Linked DNA regions of Mus musculus: all the other regions are linked to region 4. The links are chromatin contacts, called in public Hi-C and HiChIP or PLAC-seq maps. All regions are on one chromosome and are shown on one strand. Each heading gives the region's core, a stretch centred on a gene start, on an enhancer-like site or on the middle of the called end of the contact. The rest is flanking DNA. Distances are from core to core; before and after follow the strand shown.

What was found. Hi-C and Micro-C count contacts between places; a contact is called where the count stands out from the background. HiChIP or PLAC-seq counts read pairs in DNA pulled down with a chosen protein or histone mark.
Region 1: a contact with region 4 is called in an H3K4me3 HiChIP or PLAC-seq map of bone marrow-derived macrophages, with 4 times the contacts expected there. The contact joins the promoter of Vav3 here to the enhancer-like site in region 4. A contact is called at or near these places in 9 of 39 promoter capture datasets (the 3T3-L1 cell line, 3T3-L1-derived adipocytes, the HPC-7 cell line and 5 more), 1 of 15 datasets of contacts at CTCF or cohesin (CD8 T cells), 2 of 484 Hi-C or Micro-C datasets (cerebral cortex and neural stem cells), 8 of 115 datasets of contacts at active chromatin or transcription factors (CD8 T cells, acute myeloid leukemia, bone marrow-derived macrophages and 4 more) and 3 of 9 other capture datasets (adipose tissue, bone marrow-derived macrophages and pancreatic islet).
Region 2: a contact with region 4 is called in a Hi-C map of the MNK3 cell line, with 2.4 times the contacts expected there. The contact joins two enhancer-like sites. A contact is called at or near these places in 5 of 484 Hi-C or Micro-C datasets (the MNK3 cell line, bone marrow-derived macrophages and cortical neurons) and 1 of 9 other capture datasets (bone marrow-derived macrophages).
Region 3: a BATF HiChIP or PLAC-seq map of CD8 T cells shows a contact between it and region 4, with 7 read pairs. The contact joins two enhancer-like sites. A contact is called at or near these places in 2 of 15 datasets of contacts at CTCF or cohesin (CD8 T cells and the NIH/3T3 cell line), 2 of 484 Hi-C or Micro-C datasets (conventional dendritic cells and neural stem cells) and 2 of 115 datasets of contacts at active chromatin or transcription factors (CD8 T cells and bone marrow-derived macrophages).

Annotation. Positions count from the first base shown.
Region 1 is chr3:109,339,321-109,342,020 of GRCm38.p6, forward strand. It overlaps Vav3 (vav 3 oncogene), which reads left to right and starts at 1,363. Exons shown (of 27, transcript NM_020505.2): 1 at 1,363-1,922. The coding sequence starts at 1,719.
Region 2 is chr3:109,170,101-109,172,800 of GRCm38.p6, forward strand. No RefSeq gene overlaps it. Among named protein-coding and RNA genes, the nearest start is that of Slc25a24, 48 kb to the left of the region's middle. Within about 2 kb of position 1,426, at least 25 of the 459 cell types and tissues checked have an H3K27ac peak or open chromatin away from gene starts, as enhancers often do. A contact at or near this core is called in the MNK3 cell line and bone marrow-derived macrophages, where this site is marked.
Region 3 is chr3:109,322,538-109,325,237 of GRCm38.p6, forward strand. No RefSeq gene overlaps it. Among named protein-coding and RNA genes, the nearest start is that of Vav3, 17 kb to the right of the region's middle. Within about 2 kb of position 1,429, at least 68 of the 459 cell types and tissues checked have an H3K27ac peak or open chromatin away from gene starts, as enhancers often do. A contact at or near this core is called in CD8 T cells and bone marrow-derived macrophages, where this site is marked.
Region 4 is chr3:109,235,746-109,238,445 of GRCm38.p6, forward strand. No RefSeq gene overlaps it. Among named protein-coding and RNA genes, the nearest start is that of Vav3, 100 kb to the right of the region's middle. Within about 2 kb of position 1,361, at least 15 of the 459 cell types and tissues checked have an H3K27ac peak or open chromatin away from gene starts, as enhancers often do. A contact at or near this core is called in CD8 T cells, the MNK3 cell line and bone marrow-derived macrophages, where this site is marked.

The DNA.
Region 1 (2,700 bases), core at 113-2,612, 100 kb after region 4:
GCCTAGGATGCACTTTACAGTTTCGGTGATACAGTATTGCTAAGGATTGATCCTCCTGTAGTTTCAGGCTTTCAAACCTATTATGGTCTAGGAAACATTGTGCTATTGATGGACTCCACAGTGTGCACAGAGGAAGTTGCTGGGGACGGATGCATGCGAGGAAAGGAAATCCTTAGGCTGATTTATTATTGTTTAAGGCTGGTTGTGTACACAGCAGGCCACGCTTGCTACAGTCACGCATAAAAGAAGCGAACTTCTGTCCCAACAGATCATGTACTTTTTAAAAGTTACGTTTTGTCCTGTTTATAAAATCAATAAGATCCACAATCGAAAATTTGAGCTACAAATATCTAATGAAACAGCAGCAGCAGCAGCAGCAGCAGCAGCAGCAGCAGCAACAACAGATATAAAATCCCACCAAACTAGATTTCAATTAAAAAAAAAAAAAGACTAGCGAAGAGGGCATTTACAGGGAGTTGTCAGAGTTCAGTGAAATAATATATTACTACAAAAAGCTTATACACCCTTTTCGGCTTTGTAGGGCAGTGGGAATAAAAAAGACAGGGAGAACCTTGCCTCAGTATGACAGAGTTGACATGTGTGGGTGTGTGTGGGGGGGAACTTTCCAATTTTCCCCAGGGTTCTCCAAATATGCTGACCCAGTCTCTCAGTGTCTCGGTACTGAAGCGATTTGAGCTCAAACCTGGTGGCAAGTCACTGACGCATGCGCGCTCTTGCCTCTGTGTCACCGGCCAGTTTTCTTTTTTTCTCAGGCAGGATTTTGAAGATCAGCAAAAGGCGCTGGACTGCTTTAGTGAACAGTTCCAAGCCTGGGAGATATGCAAAACCTACTTCTTTCCCTCTACCTAGGCTGAAGCTGCAATTGTCCCCACGTCACGCACTTTCAAGGTGTCAAAACATTCTCAGAAGAAACTGACTTTCAGGAAGGGGCTGAGGATGGACCTGGAGGAGGCGGGACCAGGGGCCGATCACAAACTTTCCATGCTGCGTTCTCCAGCTGCGCGTAGTGCACATCTCATTTCTCCAGGCTCCCTGTGTCCCAGTTAAGCCTTGGCTCCTCTGAGACCCTCTTAATTTAAATCGCATTCATTGTTCAGGGTGTCCCCGGGGACACCCCTGCGAATCTCAGTGTTCAGCCACACTTCCTAGGAAGCCGCGCCGATGGGCTAATCCCTGGACGCCCCGGGGTTGTGCAAGCTCCACTCATCCGAGGGTTCACGGGCGGGCGGGGGCGCCGGGATCCCCTTTGTGGCCGCCGCCCCAACTCGGCCCGCTCCTCCCCCCAGCCGCCCCGCCCTCAGCCCCGGACCCCCAGCCAGGGCGGCGGGCACGCTCGCACCCGCGCCTCCGGGGACTCGCGGACCGCACAGACCGGCCAGGCGCGCTGGGCATGCTCAGTCGCGGGGCGCCAGGCTCGCCAGTCGGAAGCCAGTGCTCAGCGGAGCCGGCCGGGGCGCACCGAGAGCGCGCGGCACTCGCTGCTGCAGCGGCGGCCGGGCCGCGGCGCATCCGGGCGGGGACCCGAGGCGAGTCCCACGCGGCGTCCCCGAGCCGCCGGCAGCGGCGCCCGCTCCAGAAAGGCAAAGCGAACCAGGGGCCATCAGCGCGACTGGCGTCGGCGGGGCTCTGACGCTCCGCGGCGGCCACCTCAGAGTCGCTGCCCGCCCCGGCCGGGCCGGGTCCGGGAGCCGTCGGACATGGAGCCGTGGAAGCAGTGCGCTCAGTGGCTCATCCACAGCAAGGTGCTGCCCCCCAACCATCGGGTGACCTGGGACTCGGCGCAGGTGTTCGACCTGGCGCAGACCCTTCGCGATGGAGTCCTGCTCTGCCAGCTGCTCAACAACCTGCGGCCACACTCCATCAATCTGAAGGAGATCAACCTGAGGCCCCAGATGTCCCAGGTATGGAGGCCACCCCGCGACCCCGCTGCCCGTCAGAGGCTCCCATTAATCATCCGGATAATTTCTTTGTGTAAATGCAAACATCTAGGTGCGCTCCGCTTTGCCCTGCCTCTCAGTTCTCAGCTTGGGGGCTTTTCCTCACTTGCCTTGAAATGACTTAGCTTCTAAGCAGAACTAATAAAGCCTTGCGTCGGGAGATGGTGTATGGAATCCTAAAGGTTTCTGGGAGGCGGGAAGAAATAAGTTATCCTAGGGCGCGTTTCACCTTTCTGCCCCCCCCCCCCGTGTGTGTGTGTGTGTGTGTGTGTGTGTGTGATAACAAAGAGGGAGTCGGCTCTAAAATAACAATGAGAAGGGATGAGATGAAGCGGTGGGGTTAATTTTGCTTTGACTTATTTTTTGCTTTCATTTGGTCCTCACGTTCTGGAAAGAGGAACTGTGCCATAGATGAGGACTCTAGGAAGTGGAGGGCGTTTGGTACCGTTATCTGCTCAGAGGAAATAAACCAAGAGGGACACAGAGAGCCTTCCTGAAGTTCCCCACCCCGCCCCCTAAGCCCGTGGCCTGTTAGCAAACTGGAAGGTTGTGTTTATAGCTTGTCTGAAAACGTAAGGGGAGCCAGCCCAGCCTCCCTCACCGGTGGCAGGAAGTGAGAAGTTTTGCTGGAGACTCTGCTTTTTTTCATTGGGTCTTGCGATCAGGTAGCTTGGAGGCACTTGGGCTTCTGTGGCCTTAGCTTGGAGATACCTCTTTGAGGGTTCTGATTAAAATCCAGTCC
Region 2 (2,700 bases), core at 176-2,675, 66 kb before region 4:
CAACCGAAGCAGTGGGCGGGGGATCCTGGCCTCTCTGGACAGCAGTCACTGTCCACATTGGTCAATGCCAAGAAACCTTTTACACCAGTATCCATGTATCTGATTCAGCCATTGTGCTATGCTTAGAATGGGCTCTATTGAGATGACACAGGGCTAGAACCTGGCAATCTGTCTCCTTTGCTATCACTGGGTTTCCCCCTTTCCTCTGTGATGTTGAGAGATTTCCTTTGCTCGCTTCTCTGGGACCCTGACATCTACTCTACTGGGAGTGTATGTGTTCCTGAAGACAAAAGAGCCTTCCACTGAAAATGACTTCTGTTCCCACATTCACACGTCACAGAGGGGAGGGAATGCTAACTCGTCGTCGTGGCTGGAGATGAGAGAGATGGGAACATAGAGATACCAAATCTCAGACTGTCTCTAGGTTGCTGCACTGTGTCTCAGGATGAAACCTCTGTTGCCACACGGCAGGGAGCTCCGCACTCAGAAGGGGTCCTTACTAGCATTTGTTTAACATAAGCAACAGACCATTCTATCCACAGAGTGTCCAAATCCCCCGGCATCCCTGGTGTGTGGCGATGTGATGTCACAGCAGATAGCTCGATAGACAGCGTCCAGGTAGAAGAGCCAATGGAGGAAGAGTCCGCCCCCACCCACAACCCATCTATTAGAGTTGCAACTAGGAAGCAAACCTAGAATTGGGAAGGATGCTTCTGGACTGTGCTATCAAAGATATACGGTGCCTGTATCTCTTTTAATAGAAATTAATAGCAATCATTTAGTACAAGCTGGAAAAATACCACAAATGAAATGAGAAGAAATCAGGAACAGCCACGTGGGCTCTAGCTCTGACGTCATCAATTGCATGGGACTGTATCAGTCATCTCCAAAAGACGATCTGCATTATTTATTACATGGATGTGAAGAGTTAGAAAATGCTCTTTGCGTGGGAGTTTGCAACATGTATGTTACTTTCATCATCACGCCAGAGGCTAAGTATACTCCGTACCTCACACTGTTTCTGTTCAGAGTGGGAAAAAAAAAAAGCACCCAGGATACACAGGTTGCTGTCAAATAAAAACACTCCACTTTACACGACAGCGCTTCACCAGGAGGCTTCAACGTGGTGGTACTGTGCTGTTTCCATTAGTAGAAAAGAATATTTTGTGACTTGGCTTTGAATGCCACCACCACCTGGTGGTGTACTATTTATTCTATTAATCTACCCAGCATCAACAGAAGTTTGGACCGTGAAGCCCTGTTATATTTGGCTGTAGAACCACATATTTTTTAAAAGCTTGTTATTTAAAAGCAACAATCAGTCATTGTACATATTTATGGGGCCCAATGTGGACTCCACAGTTATTTCTTGAGGCCAGTAAGGGTTTGTTCACTGCACGTAACATCAGTGGCCTCTGTGTTCCACTAGGTGGCAGACGTCTCTCAGCGAGCGCCGGAGCCGTTTGGTACCTGGGAAAGGACAAAGCCTTCCAACTTTTGCTTTTTCCCTTTGCTATGACCTGGAAAATCACTGGGCTACCTTGGAGGCCGAATTTAGATTTCCTGCTCAAACCACCGTTACCCTATTTAGAGGAGTGAAATTAGGGTCAGCCTGTTACCATTCCAGGAGAGGAGACGACAGAGAAGCCTTTCATGGGCTCCTCTGAAGAGAAGGGCTTGTTCTTGCTTTTAACGATATTTTCCCCAAACCAGAAAGATGCCATATTTTAAAAGTGAAATTAAACACGATTGAAAGAACAAACAAGGCTGCTGATGTAGTGAGCTGTGGGTACACGTTCACAACCTGGCAAATATTGCTGGGATATTTATGTGGGTAAATATTTTTTTCATTTCCCAAAATCAGTTGAGAAGTGTCATTGTAACTCAAGCTTATGACACCAGTGTGGAAATAAAAATAAATTAAGCAATTAATAACATGCTCCCAAAATTTATTTTTTTCTGATCATTTTTTTTGGGGGGGTGGGATGGGGTTTTCGTTTTTTTCTACAGGAGTTGTAAGCATTGATTTTGTGGCATACTCTGGTCGATATGTTTTACAAGAAATAAGAATTGAGGGGCTGGGGATGGCTCAGTTGATAAAGTGCCTACTGTGTGAGTATGAGGACTTGAGACCCCAGCACCCAGGCGCAGCTGTCCAATGCTAGACATGGGCAGGTCTCTAGGCTTGCTGGCCAGCCAGTTTAGCTGAATCCCGGGGCTCCAGGTTCAGTGAGAGACTCACTCAAAAACTAAGGTGCAGAGCAATTGAGGAAGACATCCAGTGTTGACTTCTGGCCTCCATGCACATGTGCGCACACACCAAGTGCATACACACCCCGTGCTCCCATACCTACAGGGAAATAAAAAAGGGGTTTCTCCATAATAGATTCTTGCTGTGTTCCTGGAACACTAAGCTCAGTAGAGGAATTCATTTGGAAAATCACGCAACTCAAATTGCATCCTGTCGTTAACCTGGGATTCCTTTTGGTTCAAGAAACAAGTAGAAAAAGATATTCTGGTAGCTAGGTGTGGAGGGACAGGCTGAAGCACAAGTACTTGGGAATTGGAGACAGAGAGATTAAGAATTCAAGGTCATTTTTGGCTAGGTAGCAAGTTTGAGGCCAACCTGTGATACAAAACAGTATCAACTAATGACAGTAACAGACAAGTGAACAAACAGACAGAAACACCCAATAAACC
Region 3 (2,700 bases), core at 179-2,678, 87 kb after region 4:
TATATTTCTTTTTTTAAAGGAAGAACACATTTCTTTTGGTTTTAAGGAATAGCACTTTTCTTCTAGTTTTCAGATACTCAGGATTCTAGATATTATAAATGTGATTTCATCAAGATGGGTATAATTATTATTCACCAAGAAAATGTACAAAACTCACTTTTATTCTGAGAATACATTGTTTAGCAATTGACTGTATGTCTTGATCATTCCTTGTAACTCTCTGTTGAAAATTAGAGTATATATTGTCCTCTGCAATAATTAGATCAGGAGAGGGTAGCAATATGTTGTTTTGGTGTCTGCCTTCTGTACAGAAGTCATGGGGTTTAAAAGTCTTCATTCTTGACTATTTATTATTTAATTGAAGTTCCTAGTTAATGTTAAAAATAAACCAAGTTATAGTGGAATTTGAGGTGGGGTGGGGGGATGAGAAGTGAGGATGGAAGGTGGGATAGGGATGGGGTGAAAATGGAGGGTGGGAATGGGAGGTAGGGTGGGGGGTGGGGATAGAGGGTGGGGTTTGGGAGGTGGTGGAATGGGGGTGGGGTGGGAGAATGGGAGGATGAGGATGGGGTAGGGGATAGGAGTGTTCTAGTATTTTCTTATGGATGAAACCCCCTTTTAAATCTCATTCTGTGAGCACTTTGAATTCTAATGTGAAAACACACTCTTGATGAAAGCTGGCGGCGTGTTATGGAGCCAGGAAACTTACAAAATTGATTTTAATGTTTAAGCAAAATGGATTACTTTCCTTGACTACCGAGCCCAACATATGTCTGGTGTGCACTGAGATATAATCTACCGCTGAATACTTTTCTTCTTCCTCTTCCTGCAGTTGACAATGATGTCTCTCCGTAAAAACTGTCCAAATAATAAAGGAATTTTCAAACTCAACCACTTTTATGAAAGAGACAAGAAAAGGGGAGATTAAATAAGACAGTGACAATTGCCATCTGTGCGTAAATAAACATTTAAACTCCTGAATGTCTAAAAGAACAAGATCAAATCCTCAAACCTAGCACAGAATTTATTCCCTGTGTTAAGCCTTCTGCCTCCGGATAATACTTCCTTCTTGAGAGCCTTTGTTCAGTAAAGAGGTGACTCATTCTCACACAAGTACCTTTGTGGCTAGGGAGGTATCCTTTGGTGTACTAAAATTTTCTTCTAAACAAACAGAATCTAAATGAGTAAAAGGGACTTGATGAGAGGGAAAGGGGAGGAGAGGTGAAAGGGCAGGGGGAGGGGAGGAGAGAAGGAAGTAGCGGTGTGGGGGAGGGGAGGATAGGAAAGGAAGGAGTACTAAACCAAGCCTGTGGCATAGTTCATTTCCCCTCTCACTACCTGAGTAGAGAGGGTGAGACAGCAGGAGGGCTCACCCAGCTGGAGTGGTATTCTAAACCCTGATCTGTCACTCATATGTCTCTCCTATCTCAACTTCTGAAGCCTCCTGACCCGCGTACTAGAGGAAGTAGGGGAGCTTGGGTATTTTCTGCTCTGCTCCTAGTCAGTGCCTTTGATTTTTACTTTCTCCTTTATGGGCTCTGAATGAGTTGAGATCAGCTCAGCGGGGGAGCTCAAACGGATTCTGGGGACTCTCATTTTCCTCAGTAGCACTTAGACAGATAAAGATGCACTAGCAGGTGACAGCCTCAGGGCCAATGCAGGCAGGCCTGTCCTTGGGACATCATAGCAGGAGAGGAAGAACTCTGAGGTGCAGCAGTGGGAAGGGATAAGGAGTTGCAGCTGGTGTTCCTGGAGTTACCAGAGAGGCACCTTAGGGAACTGGGGACTGTTACTGACCCAATGGGCAACTTGATTGCAGTTTAGCATAGACAGAGTTCTGATGCTCACAGAGACAGCCCTGATAGGTAGGAAATGTGCTTCCTATACTTGACACTTTCCAACTACTTTGTGCTTTCATCCGGTCAGTGAGGAAAGCCATAAGGAGCCTGCCAACAGATATGCTTGTCTGTTTTATTTACTACAGAACCTCCAGCATTAGAGAAATCTAGACTGTTAACAAATGTCGCCTTACTACAAATTCACTTATCACAGACCAATTTAGAATCCTAGGAGGGGAACCAGTAGACTCAGACAAGGAAAATAAACTTCCCAAGCAGAGTTGGGGTTCACTCAGAGCCAAGGAGCTTGAGAGCTCCTAGTTCCCTGGGGAGGAGGAATTACGGGCCATCATGCCTGCACCTGCATGGAACCATTCTTCAAGGCCTAAATCAATATCTTAGAGAAAGGGAGATTGTTTGCCATGGAGTTACTTTGATTTGTGCCTGTGTGTATGTGCATTTTTGTGCACATGATAATATCTAGAGTTCCTTAAAGACAACATTTAAAGACTTTTTGGGCTCCAAAAGTCAGATCCTGACTTGGAGTTGGGTCTTAGTTGCTATCTAGAAATGACTATAGAAATGGCACAGCAGTAGTTTCGATCATTAACATGCCAAGTCCAGGGTATAAAGGACACACAAGAGACCAGCATCCAAGTGATCCTTTGGTGGGTACCGACCTGGATTGGGTGACACACTGTCATATGCAGGTTATTCTCCAATAATGTTCTGTCTCTCTTCCTGTCATTCCCGACTGTGAACAGTATCCCATACTCTATAATCTCTTTCTAGTGAGTTCTACCCATGATCATACATCCAACTTCCAACTGTTTTCTGTGCTAATGAATCTCAACCCTAGTCA
Region 4 (2,700 bases), core at 111-2,610:
TGCTACCTGCTACTCTTAAGTTTGGTTCTTAAGGAAGAATGACCATGCCTCAGCTTTGGGAGGATTTCCTTTGTTCTTGTATCACCATCATCATCATCATCTTGTTTATTTATTATTATTTAGAGTGGTATAGGAAATCAGAGACAGAGTAGAATGAAAGGGAACTGAAAAACATATAAACAAGGAAGAAAGGGGGAAAGAGGTGGCAAAGACAAGAGGAGAAGGAGTCAGAGGAGGGGAGAATGGAGGAGGGAATTGATTTCCTGAAGGCAGAGAACACAGATGGTGATGGGAAAGAGTCTATCATGGGCCCAGGGGAATGCACTCCCAACCAGAAGGTTTTCAATGAGCAAGCACTATTTTGAAGCTATAATGTAGGACCCAAGTATTTACTTGGACTATATTTCTAGACACTTATTATTGTATTTTAGTGGGATCTAGGGAAGATATTGCCAAGTATGTGCTGGTCCACTTTCTTGAACTAGTTTTGAGCCCAAACATTAATTTGACTCAGTGGTAAAGTACGAGGCCCTGGGTTCCATGCTCTGTCTCTAGTTCAGAAAACAAAAGCCAGAACAACAAAACACCTCCAACCCAACCCAACCAACAAAACAAACACACACCAGGAAACCCAAAAACCTCTCCTCTGGCTCTTTCTTCCTTATAATCATGTGAACTCCCTCATCCCAAGCTCCATGTTTCATTTTTATGATGGAAACTCTGGAAGCAGAAGCAGAGTATCTGTTTTTGTCACCTGCTGAGATGACACTAACTTGTCCCATATAACAATGCATCCACCTTCTGAGAAGTAATCAAGATAACAGAAACACCACTGAGTTGAGCATTAGTTGCCCTTAGAATCTGTGGAGTAACTTTGAAAATTTTGATTTTCTGATATAATTTTTACAGAATTCAGAAAAACATGGGCCCTTTGTACTCTCCCAAGCCTTTACTTTTGGTATTGATTCTTGATTTTGTGCATCTCCCTCCCTCATCCCCTCTCTCCTCCCCTCCTTCCTTCTCTCCCTCCTTTCCTCCTTCCTCCCCTCCTTTCCTTCTTCACCAGGAGCTTTTAAGTCTAAGTAATGTAGGGCTTTTGTGAAGAATCACTGATGTCTTCAAATGTTTTTCCACATATCTTGTCATAAATAGGATACCCAGAATTTCATACTTTAAAAACCGCTGAAACCTTCAGTGATCTTCAGAATATCCAGCCATATTTAACTTTTCTCTGAAATAACTAAGTCCACACTTGTGTGACCAACACTTTACAGGTTTCTTTCTTCTGCAGCAGTCTCCAAGGGACACAGTCACTTCCTGTGACATCCGATCACCAACCACATTCTTGCTTTGCAGAATCAGACCCAGGACATATAACAGGTGGTTTCCTGTACCTCTGAAAGATGAAGTCACCAGCAGGATGGGGAAGAATGGGCCGGGCACTTTGTCTTTGGCAGAAGGAAGTGTGTAATGGCTGCTGATGTTAATGGAGTGATCCAACTCTACCGTGCGTTTTTGAGTGTCCATCAGGAAGATAGTGGCTGTCATCCAGTTCTGTGCTCCATGTTGGACACACATGATGCTGCCACTTTCTTTGCATTCTTAGCACCTTTAATCCAACTCAACATGTTTACTTTGTGCAGGTTCTTGGCACTATGCAACCACAGATAGAGCCTTACCAGTGTATTCTGGAATCTTGCCATTTCTCTGTCTCCCATCTTGAACTTGGTTGTGTGTTAATGAGACACATCCTTTCAGCCCTGGATCTTAAGTGTCATCTTTCTGAGAATCACCCTACATTCACTACACTCTGTCACAATTGCTTGGCCTGTAAACTTCAGTGTGCTTGAGAACCATTAAAATAGTAACCATTAGATTGAAAGGTGTATGCTTGTATTATTGAAGCAAATAATGCTAGTGGCTATAATCAGATATACCACCAAATCCCAGTTATTTAATACTATTTATTTATATTATAGTATAATATTATAGATATATACTATTATTTAACTAAGGAGAAGGTTAATTCTTGCCCCTACAAAGCCCATCAAAGGAGATTTTTTTTTTCTATTCAGCTTTTTCAATAGGAACAACACAGAGAGTGGAGAAGATCATGAAGGTTTGAATGGACCAGACATAGGCTGGACTATGTTATATTTGCCCTTATTCCATTGGCCAAAACTCAGTCACATGGTGCTATTATAGAGAAGGAGGCTGAAGTATAAAGTAGCTGTGGACCTACGGGAAAGAAGAGGGAGCATTGACAAGTAGCCAGCTCGTCTACTGATGCGATGACTTAGTTACAGAAAACACAAAACTTGTTCAGAGTTCTCTAGTGGCCTTTTGTATGTTCTCTCCATTCGTGACCTATGGTGAGTTTAAGACCATACCTTTCTGATAATATTTCTGCAGACACACTTGGTGAAGTTGTGAAGTACAGACAGAATACCAGAATACCTCAGAATACTGTATTGTGGCTGTCTGTGTCTCTTCATTGCCTCTGTCTTGCTGATCCTGTATCATACCGGAGCCAACAGCTGAGGTGGTGGCATTTGGCCTGGGATCTAAACTTTGAGTTCCACAAGGGCACAGTCTGCTTCCTCAGTCCCAATCCCAGAACAGGGAAGTGATATCTTCAGTGCTAGCTCCTTCAGACTCAGACTGTGGATGACTTCCTGGAGGCAGAGCAGGCCCTGCAAA